Regions from separate parts of the Gossypium hirsutum genome. Here regions 1 and 2 are each linked to region 3. Evidence: chromatin contacts called from public Hi-C data. All regions are on one chromosome and are shown on one strand. Each heading gives the region's core, a stretch centred on a gene start, on an enhancer-like site or on the middle of the called end of the contact. The rest is flanking DNA. Distances are from core to core; before and after follow the strand shown. Region 1 holds the start of LOC107910033 (putative 1-phosphatidylinositol-3-phosphate 5-kinase FAB1C). Region 2 overlaps LOC107909918 (ATP-dependent DNA helicase homolog RECG, chloroplastic). Region 3 holds the start of LOC107910037 (protein WVD2-like 7).

What was found. Hi-C and Micro-C count contacts between places; a contact is called where the count stands out from the background.
Region 1: a Hi-C map of leaf shows a contact between it and region 3, with 2.0 times the contacts expected there. The contact joins the promoter of LOC107910033 here to the promoter of LOC107910037 in region 3. A contact is called at or near these places in 9 of 34 Hi-C or Micro-C datasets (anther, hypocotyl and leaf).
Region 2: a contact with region 3 is called in a Hi-C map of leaf, with 3 times the contacts expected there. The contact joins the enhancer-like site here to the promoter of LOC107910037 in region 3. A contact is called at or near these places in 8 of 34 Hi-C or Micro-C datasets (callus, hypocotyl, leaf and 1 more).

What each region holds. Positions count from the first base shown.
Region 1 is chrD02:54,796,802-54,800,093 of Gossypium_hirsutum_v2.1, reverse strand. LOC107910033 (putative 1-phosphatidylinositol-3-phosphate 5-kinase FAB1C) reads right to left here and starts at 1,327. Exons shown (of 13, transcript XM_016837766.2): 1 at 988-1,327; 2 at 552-605.
Region 2 is chrD02:54,451,837-54,454,969 of Gossypium_hirsutum_v2.1, reverse strand. LOC107909918 (ATP-dependent DNA helicase homolog RECG, chloroplastic) reads right to left here. Exons shown (of 19, transcript XR_001687402.2): 17 at 3,028-3,133; 18 at 2,383-2,533; 19 at 1,728-1,978. Among protein-coding and RNA genes, the nearest start is that of LOC107909918, 15 kb to the right of the region's middle. Within about 2 kb of position 1,264, at least 8 of the 9 cell types and tissues checked have an H3K27ac peak or open chromatin away from gene starts, as enhancers often do. A contact at or near this core is called in hypocotyl and leaf, where this site is marked.
Region 3 is chrD02:54,654,191-54,657,315 of Gossypium_hirsutum_v2.1, reverse strand. It overlaps LOC107910037 (protein WVD2-like 7), which reads right to left and starts at 1,514. Exons shown (of 9, transcript XM_016837776.2): 1 at 1,144-1,514; 2 at 1-298. The coding sequence starts at 1,185.

The sequences.
Region 1 (3,292 bases), core at 78-2,577, 140 kb before region 3:
TTTGAATAACAAATTGATGCAAATATCCTTTTGGTCCCTATTAATTTTGAAAATGAGCAAATTGGTCTCTCAACAAAATTTACAAAAAAATTCAAAATAATTTTTTAAATTCAAAATATTTATAAAAATTCTAATTTTTTTTAAAAAATTCTAAAAATATATATAAAGAAAGTTAAAATTTTAATTTTTTTTCTAAAATAATAATTTTGGGACCTATATAGGTTAATTAATGATTCAAGTTTATCATACTAAAGTATCTTTTTTTTTAAATTTTTTAATTTAACTCGAACAATTTCACACTATTTGACTTGACTCAAATTTCATTTCACTCAACTTAATTCAAAAAAATTTTAAATCGAGTTAGATGATAAAATAAAGCTCGTCAACTCGATTAACTCAAAAATTTTTCACTTAATTCAGTCCAACATTCGGGTAGGCTAAAATTAGGAATCCATCTTTTATTATCAAACTTATCAACTTTACCATGATATCTCTAGGTTTAGATAACAAAAAATATATATATTTTATATTAAAATTTTACTTTAACTAACCTCAAAATTAGATCCAAACAGTTGATCAACCCCTAAAGAGTTCTTTATCAACCCCTGTAAAAGTTGAATGGAAGAAACAAAAAACAATTTCACTTCCCCATAGCAAATTAAATCAATTCATTAGTGCAGGCAATGCGGAAACAAATCATAGGGAGAATCGAAACACCAAATAACAAGAAGAAGAAGGAAGAAAGGGAACTTTGAAATTTGATACAAAATTCCTCTAATTGATTTCGGCAACCAAGCAAGAACACAACCCCAAACTTGGAAAACATGCATTAACTCAAGAAGAGCTCCCCTTAAGAAAAGAAACAAAAAAGAGAAAGAACTCAACAGAGATATTGCCAGAGAAGAAGGAATAAATGAAGCATGCAATGAAAACCGGTTTAGATCAAAGTATAGGTTTGAACAAAGGTTGAAGTTATGTAAACAATACCTATTATCATAGATTGGACTGAGGTTAGGGACAACTATAGTATGATGGGTTGCCACGATCATTGCTTCTCTCTTTCTAAATGGTAGCAGCCTTAAAGGAAGAAGTGAAGAACCCAAAAAACAGATTCAGTTTATTACAGGTAAGGTGGGTTTGGTAGCATTTGGTTTGGTGAGAAGATTGCATCTGCAAAGGTGTGTATGACTATGTCCTGCCTCTGCCTATAAATGTTGCTTTCTCTCCTCCCTACTTTTTTCAATTTTTTCTGCATTCTTTATAATATTATTATGCTGTTGGCATTTTCTTTGGGTGCTTTTTATATAATGTTGAATATTAAAAAGCTGAAGTGTTTTTTTTATAGATTCAAAACTTAAATAGAAAGAATTGAATGATACATTATTGAAAAATGATCATGGTACAAAATAATGAGGCCAAATTAGAAGGTGATAATGAGTGAGTAGATTCCCCTCCAATTACATCATGTTTATACAAGTATAGTCACTTAAAAGCAAAAGGATAAGAGTAGAGTAAGCCGCCCACCCTTCACATTTTTCTTCATCACATCATCATAACTACATGGGTTGATTTCACTTTTGCAATGGCTGGTGTAAGAACCCATGCCCATCTATTAAAATATTATTCTTGTCAAATCAAGACAATAAATGCCCCACTTCTGCATTTCCTTTATTCTAAAATTTGAAATTTAGTGACAGGGAAAATATTAAAAGAAAAAAACCCCAAAATCCTAAATTAACCCTACTATGTTTTGATAATTATAATAATTTTTTTATTTTTCTTTTGGAACATGGAATGAAAAATAAAGTAAAAAGAAATAATTCAAACTTGAAAGAATTTTAAAAGAATATCCAAATTAAAAAATTTAATATAAATTTATCTAAAATAATTAAATTATACAAGTAAATATTACTAAATTCACCATCATTCTACAGTTGGCATGTTCTGCTTCACTACCCATCCCACTCCAATATGAATATATAATCTTAAAAACCAATATCACCTCCATGGATGTTAGATGAATCTATCTCATCCCATCCTGTTTCGCTTCAATTTAAATTTTGCTAATTATCTTTAATATTTTCAATCTGTTAAAGTTAAGTAAACATTTAAGCATAAAATATATATTTTTTTATAAAATATTATTACAATTTTACGCTTTTAATAATTATATATATAAAGATAAAACGATAATTTCATATTTACCATATTTACTCCATACCCACCATCCAAGAAAAAAACAATCTACCCTATTCCATTCCACATTTACCTTTTGAAAAATAAAATTTACTCCATTTAAAATTTATCAGACGGTTCGAATTTTATTGATCCGTTGTGTAGCAACAAGTTGAAATCCTAAGGAAGCATTGGCACGATGTTATAGTGTCATCATTCACTTTTATGATGAAATAATTAGTCCCAAAGTGAAAACATTACCCTTTTGGTATACATCGATAGAATGGTTCATAAATTTGGAGTAAAATGTTGTGCTTTCGTATCAATGATTTGTTCAAAGAAATTAGAAGAATACATAATTACTTTTTTTAATATTAGATGGTCAATATGTGTATTTGCAAATATGATTCCCTTCATCAACCCAGCGATATGACAAGTCATGAATCACTTATTCTTTGATATGTTTTAAAAAACTTTTCATAAATTAATTTTCAATTAATAATATATCATCACACTGCTAATGAGAAAGGGAATAGAGATATATGGACTTTTTTATTGGATGATGTGATGTCAAATCTAACTATAAACAAAAATAAGGTTTTGTTTTCGGGTAATTTATCAAAAAAAGTTTATTTTTTTAAAAATTTATTGAAATTGGCTCAGTATTTTATTATTTATCGGAATGGGCCCTTTTCTTCGAAATCGCGTCCACGTCAGCGCGATGTCAGGGGATGTTCCAGGAAATAGCGGCCACGTCAACTCGCTTTGCTGACCTGGCAACAAATCACGTCCTCTGGAGTGTGATTTGTGTCCACGTCAGCAAAGCACGCTGACGTGGACGCAATCTGACCTGTGCGTGAACAGTGCAACGGTCAAATTTTTTACCGTTGCCCCCTCCCAACGGTAAAAAAAACTATAAATACCCCCCCACACCTTTGTTTTTTTCAGAAACTAATCCTCTCTTAAATTTCCTCTCAATTTCCTCTCAATTTGCTCTCAAATTCCTTCAAAATTTCTCTCCAATCCATATTTAATTTCAATTTGCTCTCAAGTTCTTCTTAAATTTCTCTTAAATCTCTATTTTTAAATAATTTTAAAAAAAATATTTTTTAAAAAT
Region 2 (3,133 bases), core at 15-2,514, 200 kb after region 3:
TTTAAATTTTTTTAATTTTAAAATACATTTTTAATTTTTTTTTAATTTTAAAATAATTTTAAAATAATTTTTTTTAATTTTTAAAATAAATTTTTGATATTTATTTAAAAACGGGCCGGGCCCGATCGGGCCCGGGCTTATGAATTTTTTCCCGGGCCGGGCCTGGACAAAATTCTAGGCCCATATTTTGGGCCGGGTTAAAATTTTTTCTGGGCCCGACCCAAACCCGGCCCGGCCCGGCCCATGAGCAGCTCTATTATAGATGTTACAAATAGCAATAGTATGTCATGTGGTACCAATAAGTGCCAAATGGTGGGTCCTTCATAGGCTAGTAAGTCGGTCCATTGGGAATCTTCTTGAAAAAGTCTGAACTTTTGTTTCCCGGCCCACACCATACTGACTTGTTTTACCGATCAAGTAATTGATTTCTTTTTATGTTTGAATTAGGAAATATTTTGTTTTCAAAATCATAATTAACTATATAATTCGATTTAGTCCCTTACTATTTAACAAAACAGAAGATACAATGAATTGCTAATTAATTCAAAATCAAAGTGGGTGGTGGACTTATTGGGCTGTTGCGTCTACCCCACTAACACACACACCTTGTGCTAATCGTCCCCATATGTCCATCTAACCATGCGTGCATGCTATGCTACCATCCCAACTTCTCTTCTCAATGCCTTCATCAACTCCCAAGTCGGTGTTTAACATTTATAATCCCTTCTCTTATTCTCGAACTGCTTTCAGCCCGTGATCATGCCTTTTCTTTTGTTTCTTGTCGAGTGGGGTGGGACTGGGGGGGGCTCTAATCTAAAACCTTAACAAGCGAATGCCAAATTCAAAGTCCAAAGCACATGGCTTAAATTGGTCAAATGTAGCACATTGTTTACACTTTTTTCTTTGTTTCAGATGAACTTTGTCCAAAGGGAAGTGCCATCCTAGTGTAAATACTTAGCTTTAAATCAAATGATTGTGATTAAATCTTAGGTTGGATGTAACAGTAAGTGGATAAGCTACCAATCTTTAAACCCCACACAACCCATTTTTGGACCTAAAAGGTTCACAAAAAACCTTTAACCAAGAACAAGAATCTAGGACCATGGTCTTAACAATGGGTGGTGGGGAATGGTTGTTAAAGCAAGCTTTACCGACCAATGTGGTAGGGTTTCTGAGAGCCAAGACGCGTGAGCCACCATTATATGCATAAGATCTCTGTGACTGATAATGCCTTGTAGACTCGGTCAAACCTGTCCAAAATCCGAGTTACCCGTCCCGACCTCTTTAATAAATCTTGGACAGTCTTTGTATAGCTCAGGTCAACCTGTCTTGACTAGATCTTTTTTGATTGGGCCTCATTCTTATCTTATCTGGACCAACAATAAAATTGTTTGGCCCAACTTCCTGGATTCCTTTATAACTTATGTATGCTGAAGTCTTATTTATGTGGCTATTGATAGGACCAATTCTAACTTTTAATTATATCTTCACAATTATAACAAACACAAAGATTACTTGTCATGTTATGCACCCTATGGCTTGGACTGAAACTTCACCATTTTCACAGTTTTGAGTTGACTCTCCTCGATACATCAATCTCAATCTCGAGTAACGATGCTTAAGATAAGGTTCAATCATAACTAGAAAACAAAGTAATAATTAAAGAGGAAAGAATATTATGAGGCTGATCAACTTTGATTTGCACCAATGAGAATTTGGTCCAATTGTGGGGAATTGCTCAATCATGACTGTTTATCATATCAAAAACTCCGAAGACCTTCCATGTGAAAAGAACATCCTTTTTAAGATGGTGTCACTCGACCACAAAAAGAGCCCTTGCTCTAATGGCTCTTGTAATGGGAGATGGAGACGACATGTTGAGTTTAGGGTTTCCACCACAGAGTATAGGTTACAAATTTTATGAACAAGGGCCAGCCAATTGTAATGGAAAAACCAACGCCTTGAAAATCATAAAGTCCTACAAGAAAATAAAGATTTGAGTTTGTAGGGAAAGGTGTCTTTGTCTCAGACAAGATCATAGGGTTGTCCCCCTTGGGTTTATGTGAAAGGGGGGGAACCCCTCCTGTTTTGCTAGCTGTTGTTGCCCCAATTGACTTCCCCTTTCATCAAAGATTTGTCATAATCCCAAAACAATGAAACACACACGGAAACTGCCTCGCTATCTATTGGAATACACGGAATCAAAAACAATGTGCAATTTTAAAGAATGTCTGAATATAACTTTTAATGGGAACTGCCTAGATGCTGACTGTAATAAAATATAAATGACAGCATCACATTAAAATGAGGATGCAACAAAAGAGCAAGTAAACCACCTAAACACAATGCTATACAAGCAAAGGGCTCACTAACAAGCCATACCTGCAGTCTCTGTCCAAATATTTAACTGAAACCTTGAAATCACCATGCCAGCTACAGCTCAATCACCAAGAATACAGAGTGGCTGTCGCATGCTAAGTTCTGCTTTCAGTGCTGGAAAAAGTTCCAAGTCGTGAGAATAACTTAGGACTTTCTGCATACAGAAAAACCAGTGTTTGTATTATAGATAATGGACACAAAGCACACATGACCTAACAGTAGAACTCATTCTGAGAGATAAATTAATACAATATGGTATCCGGATTTTAAAACAAAGACATGACATTATCAGTAGTTCAGAACCATATCTAGAGTACAGTTACCAAAAACTAGGTTTGGTTCTTTTAATAGTGATTTTACTGCTAGGAGTGTATGTTCAAATGATTTTTTTCACACAAACAATAAAGAAACACCTATATATTAGACATCACAGAAATGCGAAATGCAGAAATACTGCACAAGCAGCAGCGGCTGTTTAGAAAAAACTAGTATCTCAATCAAGGATGAGGAATTGAGGATACATGAATTCACTGTAGTGGATAACTATAAGAAGGACACACTATACCTTATTGGATGAAATGCCTATCTAAAATGAAATTAAGCAAAACAAAGAGCAATTATATAATAAGGGCAAGGGAATAAATTTACCAATGCAGCAACATGTGCCTCTTGCAAAATATTCCCATCCATTTCCAATCTAGCAATAGGAAATTCAGGAAGGTGCCCAGACTGTTTTTTTCCAAGTAAATCACCA
Region 3 (3,125 bases), core at 265-2,764:
CAGCAGCATGATTTTCAACCACTTGGTATTCTCTGTAACCCTCGTTCTCCACGGCATCATTCTCACAGGTTTGATCTTCACCTCCAGTTTGGCCCTCGGATGAACCTTGGAGAAGAAGTGCCTTCTTCCTGAAGTGAGCTTCAAAGTAAGCTTTCTTCTCTATAACTAAACCTGGTTTCGAGAATTTCTCAACCTCTTCAAGATATTTATTGTGTGAGAAAGAGGATCTCCTTTCCCAAGCTAAGGGCTCATTTTCAAATCTGCCAAATGATATAGAACCAGAATGCAAAGATTCTGTCTGCCAAGATTGAAAAGAATGTGGAGTTAGAATAAATCAAATAGGTGGACAAGTTATCAGAGAATAAAGTAAATCGTATTTTATGATCCAGTTCATGGATCAGAAACTCATAAAAATGGTTAGCAAGATCAAAATTCACCAGCACTTAAATACCCATTGGTAGAGGTACTTGAGATACCGTAAGCCATTATAGCTAAAGACAATCTTCTGTAGATTTTCAACTTCTCAAAAATAATATAGTAGACATTTCTAATGACACAAAAGTGGTTCCATAGATAATTTGAAGTTTGAAAAAGAATAACTAACATATCTAATACTATAATTATAAGTTAATGTCAAAACTAATGGCTAACATACATACCATCTCCTAAGAACAATTGCATTTCTTTGTCTGAGATACATTATGTATGTTTTTGTGAATACATGACATTTTATTCAATAATATCATCAAAAATTGAGATAGGAAACAGTGATCATGATCAAACTAGAACTAATCGAGATATGGACTAGAGAAACTGAAACCTAAATAGCAAGTAAATGAACTTGAGTCATCCAAAAGGGGATATATATGTACAAACTATGAACATGAAGTAAGTTCGTTTTGCAAATGAAGTGAACCAACCACTACAATTTTTTTTTCTTGTTTTAAACTTCATAAGTGAGATTATCATTTCATTAGTTAAAAACAAATTGAGATTCCACCATTTCTAAACATAAACCGGTTTCACAATATTCAGTAAGCACTACAACAATTATCCAGTTGACAAATATAATTCCATTGATGAAACACATAATAGAAATTCCAAACACCTAACCAAAAGGAAAGAAAGAGCAAGAAAATTTACCAGAAAACTAATGTTGAAAGGCTCTTGAAACTCTCCCGCCATTCGCAGCAGTTACCTCAAAATTCAAGAGTGAGGAAGCTACATCCCCAGCGTATCAAACGGATCCAGTCAATCAAATTCAAAACAAAACACATTTCTTCACAACTTCAACAGTAATACACGAATCTTAACTAAAAGTGCTTTGCGAGTAACACGCCAAAAACAAAAAAAGCCAAAGCTCCAAGGTTTTTTTTTGTTTTGTTTGTTTTTCTCGTTTATTTTCAGATCTTTCTAAAAAAAGGAATAAAAATTGTGAATTTGTTTGTGTATAGTAGTAAGAGTAGAAAGTTTGTGAACGTAATGAAGAGCTTAAAAAGGTTGATCCATCAATTCAATCATTATTTATTTATTTTCGTTAAAAAAAACCCTTTTATCATGTGGGGTTGGTTGTCCTTTTTGTCTTGTCCTCATCAGATCATCACCGCACTTATAATCGGACGGCTGTGATTATGGATCAGACTTCAGAGGAGGAAGAAGATCTAGAGAAAGCTCGCATTCGGATTGGGAACGACACCGTTTTCTGGTATGGTTGGCAATGCAAGTGTTGGGTAATGTCCCACGTTTGAGCTTCATTTATCTGTTGTTGACTTTCCCAGCAGTGCTTTTACGACTTATGGTCACTATGGGGTCTCTGAAGGCCGAGAATACTTTTAACATTTTTTTCTTAAGTTACTTAAAGCTTATTTTATATTATAATTTGTAAGAGATTAATAAGATTAATCCACTGTTTATGTACAATTTTTCATGTAATTTTTTTTTGAAATAATAAAATCGAAATCTTTTAAGTTTAATTTCCGCTATATATTTGTTAAAAAAAATTCCATCATCATGTGGCTATTTATTCAATATTTGTTTCTTTTTTTTAATTAGAATCAAATCATTTTAATCAATTTAATTGTAGTATAAAAAATATATAAACTTGATGAGTAAATTTTTTTTGTTGCGTCTCATTAAATGGGACAATCGAATATTTATATACATGGTTAGTGTTTATAAAATTAATTTTCTTAGTAGACTCTATGCATACAGGACATGTGTACTATTCTAGGTTGTTTACTAGACTTCGTGACCCCACATGCAAGCTCCTTAGATATATATGAGCAGAGACAACAAGCTCCCCTTGCGAGCACCAAGTGAGTGTAAACTGAGACCGCAAACTTCCTTTACAAACTTCCAGATCACGGGTGGGCGACCTGGACCTTATCTGATTCTCGAGTTAATGATCATAAGTACATAACAAAACCTTTTAAAAATAAGATAATATATAATTAAAAATTTTAATTAATATAAATGAGATTTATAATCATTTTAATATTCTCATTAAATCAAAGCGTTTAATCTTTATATAGAAATATATATAACATAAAAATCAATTGATATTTTAATTAAAATTATAAAATTACATATTTAATATTTAATGTGCCCTTTATTCAAATCAAATCACATCATAATAATATAAATTATTTTATAAAAAAAAGAACGAAATTTTAATAATTACCTAATGAAATTGAAATTTGATTAATAAATCCAATTAATTCAATTAAAAATTTTGTCATAATAGAGATATATGGATTATTATCCTATCGGAAAATTAGAATCAATTAGATATCGTGGGTAATATGCCTATCGGAAAAAAAACAATTGAAAGTTTATTTTTTAATCTAGTAGGGGTTGCAAACTAAACTACTAATGTAATTTGTTCTCTCTTCTGGATCTTTATATTTATTAATATTTCTTGTTTAATAAAATGATTGACTAAATTTATTTTTATTATAGATTTAATGATATTTGTTGGAGATAAATTCAAATTAAGCAACAAACAAGAATGAATAAAGAAAATTAGATACAAATATTTACATAAAAAAACTCAAAGATAAAAAACCACGGGTAAAGAAAAACTTCACTAAAAACGACGAATAACCGAAGAAGAGTATAAGATAGAA